Linked DNA regions of Mus musculus: region 2 is linked to region 1. Evidence: chromatin contacts called from public Hi-C data. All regions are on one chromosome and are shown on one strand. The core of a region is the stretch at or near the end of the contact, and the rest is flanking DNA. Distances in the headings are between cores, read along the strand shown. Region 1 has its middle 38 kb from the start of Gm42089. Region 2 overlaps Stxbp4 (syntaxin binding protein 4).

What was found. A called contact is a pair of places that touch in the nucleus more often than the background predicts.
Region 2: a Hi-C map of rod photoreceptor shows a contact between it and region 1, with 2.4 times the contacts expected there. The contact joins two enhancer-like sites. A contact is called at or near these places in 3 of 39 promoter capture datasets (the 3T3-L1 cell line, the HPC-7 cell line and frontonasal cranial neural crest) and 4 of 484 Hi-C or Micro-C datasets (the HPC-7 cell line, liver, nephron progenitors and 1 more).

Annotation. Positions count from the first base shown.
Region 1 is chr11:90,185,220-90,189,239 of GRCm38.p6, reverse strand. No RefSeq gene overlaps it. Among named protein-coding and RNA genes, the nearest start is that of Gm42089, 38 kb to the left of the region's middle. Within about 2 kb of position 1,604, at least 2 of the 459 cell types and tissues checked have an H3K27ac peak or open chromatin away from gene starts, as enhancers often do. A contact at or near this core is called in rod photoreceptor, where this site is marked.
Region 2 is chr11:90,550,519-90,554,527 of GRCm38.p6, reverse strand. The region is part of intron 12 of Stxbp4 (syntaxin binding protein 4); the gene reads left to right. Among named protein-coding and RNA genes, the nearest start is that of Gm34850, 80 kb to the right of the region's middle. Within about 2 kb of position 1,792, at least 16 of the 459 cell types and tissues checked have an H3K27ac peak or open chromatin away from gene starts, as enhancers often do. A contact at or near this core is called in rod photoreceptor, where this site is marked.

The DNA of each region.
Region 1 (4,020 bases), core at 355-2,854:
ATGACGTAAGTTTGTAGAAACAGGTGAATGAATGAGCAGGAGAAAAAACTTTATTAGTCAACAACAACAAACCAAGGAGCAAGAACATAGTGGGCACACTTTTGGGGGATTAAAATAAGAAGTTTTGCGATCTCAGAATTTTTTCAATGAATCTGCAATGTTTATATTATATCAAGCCAGTGTTTAAGGCTAGTGGTAAAACTTCTTGTGTCTGTGCATGTATTTATGCATGTGTGGATATGTACGCATGCGTATGAACATGGATGTGGAGGTGAAAGGTTGGATAGCTGCTTTTATTAGTCTCCACTTTATTGTCTGAGACAGGGTCTCTCACTGAGCCTGACCCTGGAGCTCCCTGAGTCCTGCTAGAGCAGGTGATCACGTCCCAGGGGTCCTCCTGTCTTTGGGGTTCCAGGCCCATGGTACCACACCCATCTTTCACATCAGTGCTTGGGATGGGAACACAGGTCCCCTGCTCTTGTAGGCAGTGCTTTTCTGAATGAGCTCTTTCCAGTCACAAGAGACGAAACTTTCTGACGAGAAAGTACACATATAAACTGGGCTGATGTTCATCGCAGCAGGACTAAGTGTTAAACGTTACCTCAAATACTTTTAGAGAACGGATTCATCAGAAACTGAAATTTTCAGTTGACCTCATCACTAGACCTGAGGTATGAAGAGGTAGGTCAATCTGGCCTTGGCCGCACAGCTTGTATTGGAAGAGAAATGGAATGTGATGGGCCGTCACACACAGAGACATAATACCCTGAAGTCTGTGTGCGTAGGCGTGATTCCTTAAAAATAACGACGTTGTATAGACTTGAATTAGTTTCATTATGTATTATACACACACCTTATCCACCCTACGTGTCTTTTAAACCTTATTCAACGTCCACCCCTCGGAGCTTGAAGGTCCTAGTAACCAGCCTCACTCTGAAACATGAGTGCTGAGATCTCGCATTTGGAGAACAAGTGTTGCGTGCTGAGCCTTTAGAGTGTCTTACCTTAAACAGTTGTTTTATTCACAAGGAGAGTGACCAGAGCGCAGATAGTAAGACAGAGCCTCTGTTTCCTCAGCCAATCAGGATGTCCATGTATTTGGAGAGCACAGGAGCCACAGTGGGGACAGTTGTTTTCTGCTGCATTTGTTGGTCTCTACCCAGTGTCCGTTCCCCAGTCTCACACCACCGTGCTTTTCTTCCCTAACGGAGCAGGATCCTTCAAGTGAAGGCTGGGTCCCCTTGCCCAGTGGGATGCATGAGCACTGTGCTGAGTTACCACCACTCGGATGGAAGGCTGGGCATTCAGTGTGCTCTCCGGCGCATACTCCTTACTGGGATCCTTGCCCCGGCAGTCATACAGCACACAGGAGACGAGGAACACCAAGAGCAAGATGACGTAGCTTGCGACCAGGATGATGAGGTTCAAGGTGACAGGGTCGATCTCCAGGTAGAACTCCATCCCCTCTCCCACAGTGGGGAAGCGTGTCTAGAGAAAGGCATTTGGGGTCAGTTTGGACATCGCAGGGAGTAAACACAAGGGCTACATTGACTCTGGAATAAAAATACAGTAATCTCCACTGCTCCGGGAAACCTCGGGGATTAGAGCTGCTCAGTTTAATAACTTAAGCTCTTTCGGTTAATACCTTAGCCACTGACACTGGAGAGAGGAGTGTGGGAGGGAGATGGAGAGGGAATGAGGAGAGAGAGAGAGAGAGAGAGAGAGAGAGAGAGAGAGAGAGAGAGAGAGAGAGAGAAAGAGAGAGAGAGAGAGAGAGAGATAGATTTGAGCAAAAGTGTTGCTAATGAGGGCATAGCCACTAACCTGGATTGTCAGAAAGCCATGACATGTGTCCCATTGCTGGCCTTTACCTCATGAAAGCTTAATGTGAGTTATGGAGTGATATGGGGTGCCACGCCTTGGGGATTTGCATCAGCATTGTTTTCTTGTTTGTTTTATTTTTGTTTTTGTTTTTGCTTTTGTTTTTGTTTTTCAATCAGGAGTTAAGTAACAGTGCCCAGTAGGTAGATTTGCTGTGGTGGTTTGAATAAGAATGGTCCCCACAGAGGCCTGTGTTTGAATAATTGGTCTTCTTTTGGTAGAACTGCTTGGGAAGGACTGGAGGTGTGTGGCCTTGTATGAAGAGGTGAATCACTGGGAGTGGGTTTTAAAGTTTCAAAAGAGTCAAGACATTCCAAGTGTGCCTCTGTCCACCTTATTTATTTATTTATTTATTTATTTATTTATTTATTTATTTATTTATCCACCTCTTGCTTGTGGCTCAGGATGTGACTTTTAAGTGTCCCAGATGCCATAGCAATTCCTGATGCTGGTGCATCGCCATCACGGATTCTGATCCCTGGAAAACGTTAGCTCAATTAAATATTGTGTTTTATAATCTGCCTTGGTCATAGCGTTTGTCAGAGCAATGGGAAGATAATTTAGATATCACCATCCTTCATATTTTTTTTCTTTTCACTTGTCAGTCTAAATATCCTTCTGAAACAGCTCCTAGGTTTCCTGATCTTCATGAATGGAATTGTTTCATAGTTCTGGAGAGAGAACAGATATTAAACAGTTCATTGCACAAAGCATCATTTAAGGGTAATGGGGTGGGCTGGAGTCATGGCTCCACAGTTAGGGCACTTGTTGCTCTTGAAGAAGAACTGAGTTCAGTTCCCAACACCCATGCTGAGTGACTCACAACTGCCTGTAATTGAAGCTCAGGGAGATGTAGTGCCTCTGGCTTTGAGGGCACGTGTACTTGTGTGTACGTTTTCACACACAGGCATACACATGTATATATAATTAAAAATAAGGCTTAAAATGTAAAAGATAGAGGTTAGGAATACATTTATATATGGACTAGAATAAGTTATTCCTTTATTTATAAATTTTCCTACCTCACTTGAAGTCCTGTCCCATAATTACCCGGCTTCTCTTCCTTATGACTGACACAGATGCTCAAGCCTCTTCCTAGAAAGCTCCGTTGTTGTCATTTTGAAATTATTTGTATTGGGTCCCTGTCACAGCAAATCTTCATTATTAACTTGCCTGGATTTAGAATCACCTAGTTGATTAGTGGAGCTCATCTAGGGGTGTGTCTGTCTATAAGAGCATTTCTAGAGAAGATCAACCCAGGAGGGAGACTTACATTAAATATGGGTGGTGCCACCCAACAGGCTAGTAGTCTGGACAGAGAAAAGGAGAGAAGAGCGCAAGGTTAGTATTTCACCGTTCTCTGCTTCCTGGACCATGGCATGGCCTTCTCTGCTCTACTACACCTTCCTTGCCGTGATGCACTGTTCCCTCCCAATCCACCACCCGAAAGGAGTCCTTCCTGAAGCTGCTTCTGCAAGGCATTTGGATACTATGATAAAAAGCTAATTAAGAACTTCCCACAATTTATTTCCTTTCCTTGGTTTTAGTATGTGTATTTTTGGTCATACAGGACATCAATGGCCATTTCCCTAATGATAATGGCAGTCTCTTGATGCGCCTAGTTAAAGGCTGATGCATCCAGAGGTTGAGGTTGGCAGGTTTTTTTTTTTTTTTTGTTTCATTTTTGATTTAGCATTATTAAGCTCTAGTGAGCAACTTCTTGCAGCACCCATTTGTGAAGAACTTCCACAGGAACCCGAGGATTCAGCAATGCTTTAGAGGAGTGGTTCTCTGGTCCCATATCAGATATCCCGCATATCAGATATTTACATTGTAATTCATAACAGTAGCAAGATTATATTTATGAGGTAGCAACATAAATAATCTTATGGTTGGGGGTCACCATATTATGAGGAATTGTATTAAGGGGTGATACCATTAGGAAGGGTGAGAACCACTGCTTAATCTTTAGGAGATCTTTTTCCAAATAAAATATTCTATGGCTTAGTGGTTCTGGACTCAGAATGAGTGTTCCTCATAGGTTGTACATATGGGGCCATCCTTCTTGGACTCCATTGAGCTTCTTATTAGTGCAATGCCTGTATCATACCCAGGCTGACCTGGCGAAGATCTTTGAGA
Region 2 (4,009 bases), core at 543-3,042, 370 kb before region 1:
GATTCACATTTCAGATTAACCTGTGCTGTATGTTTCAAGTCCAGCTTGAGCTTGCTACACAGCAAAAGGGTTTCTCCAAAAGGGTTTTGTGAATTTAGAGTCTTCCCTAAATTCCTTCTGATTATTGGGTGTGTTGTCCGTTCATTCGAGAGTATATCTGCAGAGCACTTTGAGAATCATCCTTCCAGACAGCGAAAAATGAGTTCAGAAACACAGATTAAGGAGATGGGCCACAACTTGCTTTAAAACAATTCTCATTCAACAGCCTTCTTCCTGCAGTAAGCCTTAATCTTTTTTTGAAAACTGTAAATATGACCTAAGACTGAGAAAGGTTTTCCAGTGAGTGGATGTCGGAAGCTGATAAGAGAAGCATTCTTGGGGCTCGGTAGCATAAATTACTAAGACATATCTTCTTGCAATCTGCTGTTTTCTCCCGTCAACCACTGACATTTGAAAGATTTACTGATTAGCTTATAAATTACAGAGCTGGTAACTGTTGTGGACTTGTAAGCTAATTACACGTTTGCAGCTGCAATTAATGCCTCCACTCTAGGGAACTTTAAGTGCTTATACCTAGAGAAAAGATAGTTTCATGTAATTTTTTTCTATTGTTAAAAAAGACGTGTAAATTACATTTCCAAACAGCCGATATTACCAGTTGAGTACCTCAAGAGATCCCTTAATAAATTATCTAGTCAGGCTGTGTAATGGCATAAATGATATGTTTATTTTTTTTCCAAAATAGCAACAAAAAAACAAAGAAAAGAATGATAGTCAGAATATTAATAGTTTCTTTAACCTTCTTGTGAGAGTTATTTTGGTCTTATAATTATTAGAGCCCACTATACAGGTGAACACACTGAGTCTTAGAGAATTAATTAGCAGAAAATGGGGGGGGGGATGAGTATCTAAGATAATGCCCTAGCTAGGACCCATCCAAAGCCTTTTCTTTTGTACTATGTTTTTGTTTGGTTTGTTCTGTTTTGTGTTACTTTGTGGATATAAATGCTGCGTGTGTGAAAGAGTACAGTGGCCTTTATCTGACCTATAGCTCTGTCTTAGTGCAGTGTGGCTCAGCCCAAGGAGGTATCTGCAGCTACAGAGATTTTCATCAGTCCCAATTGTTCTCAAAGAACTTGGCCTTCTCTTTCCTAAAGATTCATTGCAAAACTCTTGGGAGAAAAACCTTTCTTTTTTTTTTTTTTTTTCCCCAAAGAGGCGCAGTGGACCCGAGGTCTTTTGTCACTGTTGCCTCTGGAAAAATTCTGATTGAACTGCATATTTCAGATTCCCTTCTAACTGAGTTTGCCTATCCTATGCAATATTTAAAAGCATGTTTCGGCCGCTTTTCCTGATATGCTATTATGTCTTTGGTTTTTTCCTTTAAAATCTACCTTTGTAATCTGAATGGACGTCCTCCTCATACAAAGTGCCTGCGCAAATGTGGGCCGTACTTGTCGTGATTGGGATTTCAGGTTCAGTGTGGTACTGAGAGGGTTCTGGCTAAAATGTTCCTGACACGTGAGACTTTGCTGTTCTTTATTAGAAGACAGCCTGGGAGGCAAAGAGAAAATGAATTGCTGTGATCTTCTCTGGCTAAACCCTGCCCACTGCTGTTATCTTTTCTTTACTGCTTCCTCAGAAAGGCATCCTTGCGATGCACTAATCTTTTAAGCAGCCATTCAGGGGGAATTGGGCTAGAACTCTGCCACGGGGTCACATTCACCAGCCTGACAGTTATACATTTACAAAAGGAACGGTATGAATTTATTCAGCATCAAACCCTCTGCATCTCTTACCACCCAGACGCATTTCACACTGTATTACCATCACTGCACTAGGACAGCGGCATAAAGCCCATCCGGACTCTTCATTTAATTAGCCAGCGTTCTTTGAACAAAAATAAAAGTGCTGTTTTTATAGAAGAATAAAAGCTGCACAAAGTGAGTGTGAAGAGGGCAAATCATCAAATTAGTGATTCTCACTGCAGCTGCGCGGATTTCTGCCCTCCCTCTCCTCTCACTCACTCAGAGGGTTGTTTTGTTTTTTGTTTTTTGTTTTTTGTTTTTTATTGAATGGAAAATGGGGAGCAGGCTGGCCTCAAATGTGCTGGAGAGTCTGCCGATATCACCACATCCTAAGCTAGCTCGGCTGATGCTGGTACCTAAAAAGGCTATTTTAGAACATTTTCTGTAGTTGACCAAATAGGATGGGCTAGTAGTGAAGAACATCAACTAAGGTTCAGAACTCATCTGAACTACCCGAGTTCAAATCCCAGCCCCGCCACCTACAAATGGTTTTGTTTCTTAAGCTTCCTGATCTTTGCTTCCCTGTCTTTGAAAGGAGGATCGGATCGCTAGAGACTTCCCTCATTCTGCAGTGTGCAGTTCGCTCACTCGACAGCCTTAGAGCAAGGCTGGTGTTGTTAGTCCCAACGGTGAGAGAAGAAAGACCACCGCCCCAAATCATCATGGCCAAGTTAACTAAAGCAAGCCTTTTTATCCGAGTACACAGACTGCTCCCCCTAGGGTGAGGTCTGAGAGGTACGCATTGGACATAAGGAAAACAAGGGATGTGTAGCTCAAGGGCTGGGGGTCTCCAAGTGGGGGAACTCGGCAGAAAAGTGGGTGAGGTTATGTAACATATCCCAGAACAAAAGCCTAACAAGTTTTTAGGACCTGAAACAAAGATGCATCGTGGGCATAACAACAGTTAGTCCTAACTAGACGGCCCTAACAACCTGTCTGAAACACAGGCACCCTTGCAAGATGCTTAGTAACTTTTTGAAAGACATGATTGCAGTTCCTGGAACAGATAGTACGGAACCATATTAGTGGAGGTTACAGGTGGGGCATAGCCTAATCCTTGACAAAGATTTCATCATAGACAGCAATGAACCTAGTAGGTCTTTTACTCTAAGATGGCTTTTAAGCCTAAGATGGAGGTAGGCTAGTTCCTCGGTAGGTTAGCTGTTACCTATTGTGTGCTGAGCAGCAATCTGGTATGAAGTTGACCCAGGTATGTCATTGGTCACTTTCCTGGTCACCTGGGCTGGACTGACAGGTACTGGACATTAGGTAGATCCTCCTTTGGCTCCCATATTTTTGTTTCTGAAGTCACCCTTACAGGATAAGACAAGTGTTTTCAAACAGACGGGATAAAATTCTTTGAGCGACAGGTATAGAAGGCAGCTGGCTTCTCATACCACTCCATTTTGCACCCAGCTGCCAGATTAACTTTTTTAATAAGTCCGCTTTAGTCATTGTTTATATTTTTCACTACACTGGGTAGCTAGTCGAGGGCTTTCTGCACACCGACCTCAGCCCTCGGGCTGCCCTTTCTAAAGCACTCTCTCAGAAGTCTTCCAGTGTTCTGGATTCAGAGCCTTTCCCATGGTTCCATTTCTTCCAGAACCTGGTCCTTTCTCTCCCCAGCCTCTTCTAAAAACAGCCAAACAACCAAAAAACTGTTCCCCAATAAGGATGTCTCTACTCTAGTCAAAACGCACCTGGCATCCTATCTCCTATTCCAAGTCCCTTCTAGCTTATTTGTTCATGTTGTTGCTGCTGTTGTTTTGTTTTCTGGGTTTTTTGTTTGCTTTGTTTGGTTTTTACTTAACACTCCTTCCACTGTTTAGCTACATCACACCCATGCTCTAAACTGAGACAGAATAGATGAAATATTAGTTACCCACTTGATTTACACTGACATCTTATTCTATGGTTGTCTGTATAAAGTAGATGCTGACTTCATGTTGTTGGTGAGCTAGCCTGTTGCTCTACTCACAAGTTATGCTGGAACTCTAACTGCTTCATCTCCCGTCTCTTCTACAACCACCCTGGCCAACCACAGTTCGCCTTCCCCATTCTCTTCCTCCTCTTTCCCACCCGTGTCTTTGCACACAGTGTGTTCTTAACTGGGTAGTGAAATGCACCCTCTTAAAACTTAAGTGAGTTCACATCACTTCTCTGCTCAAAGCCCACCAGTCACTCTGAGGGAAACCAAGCTC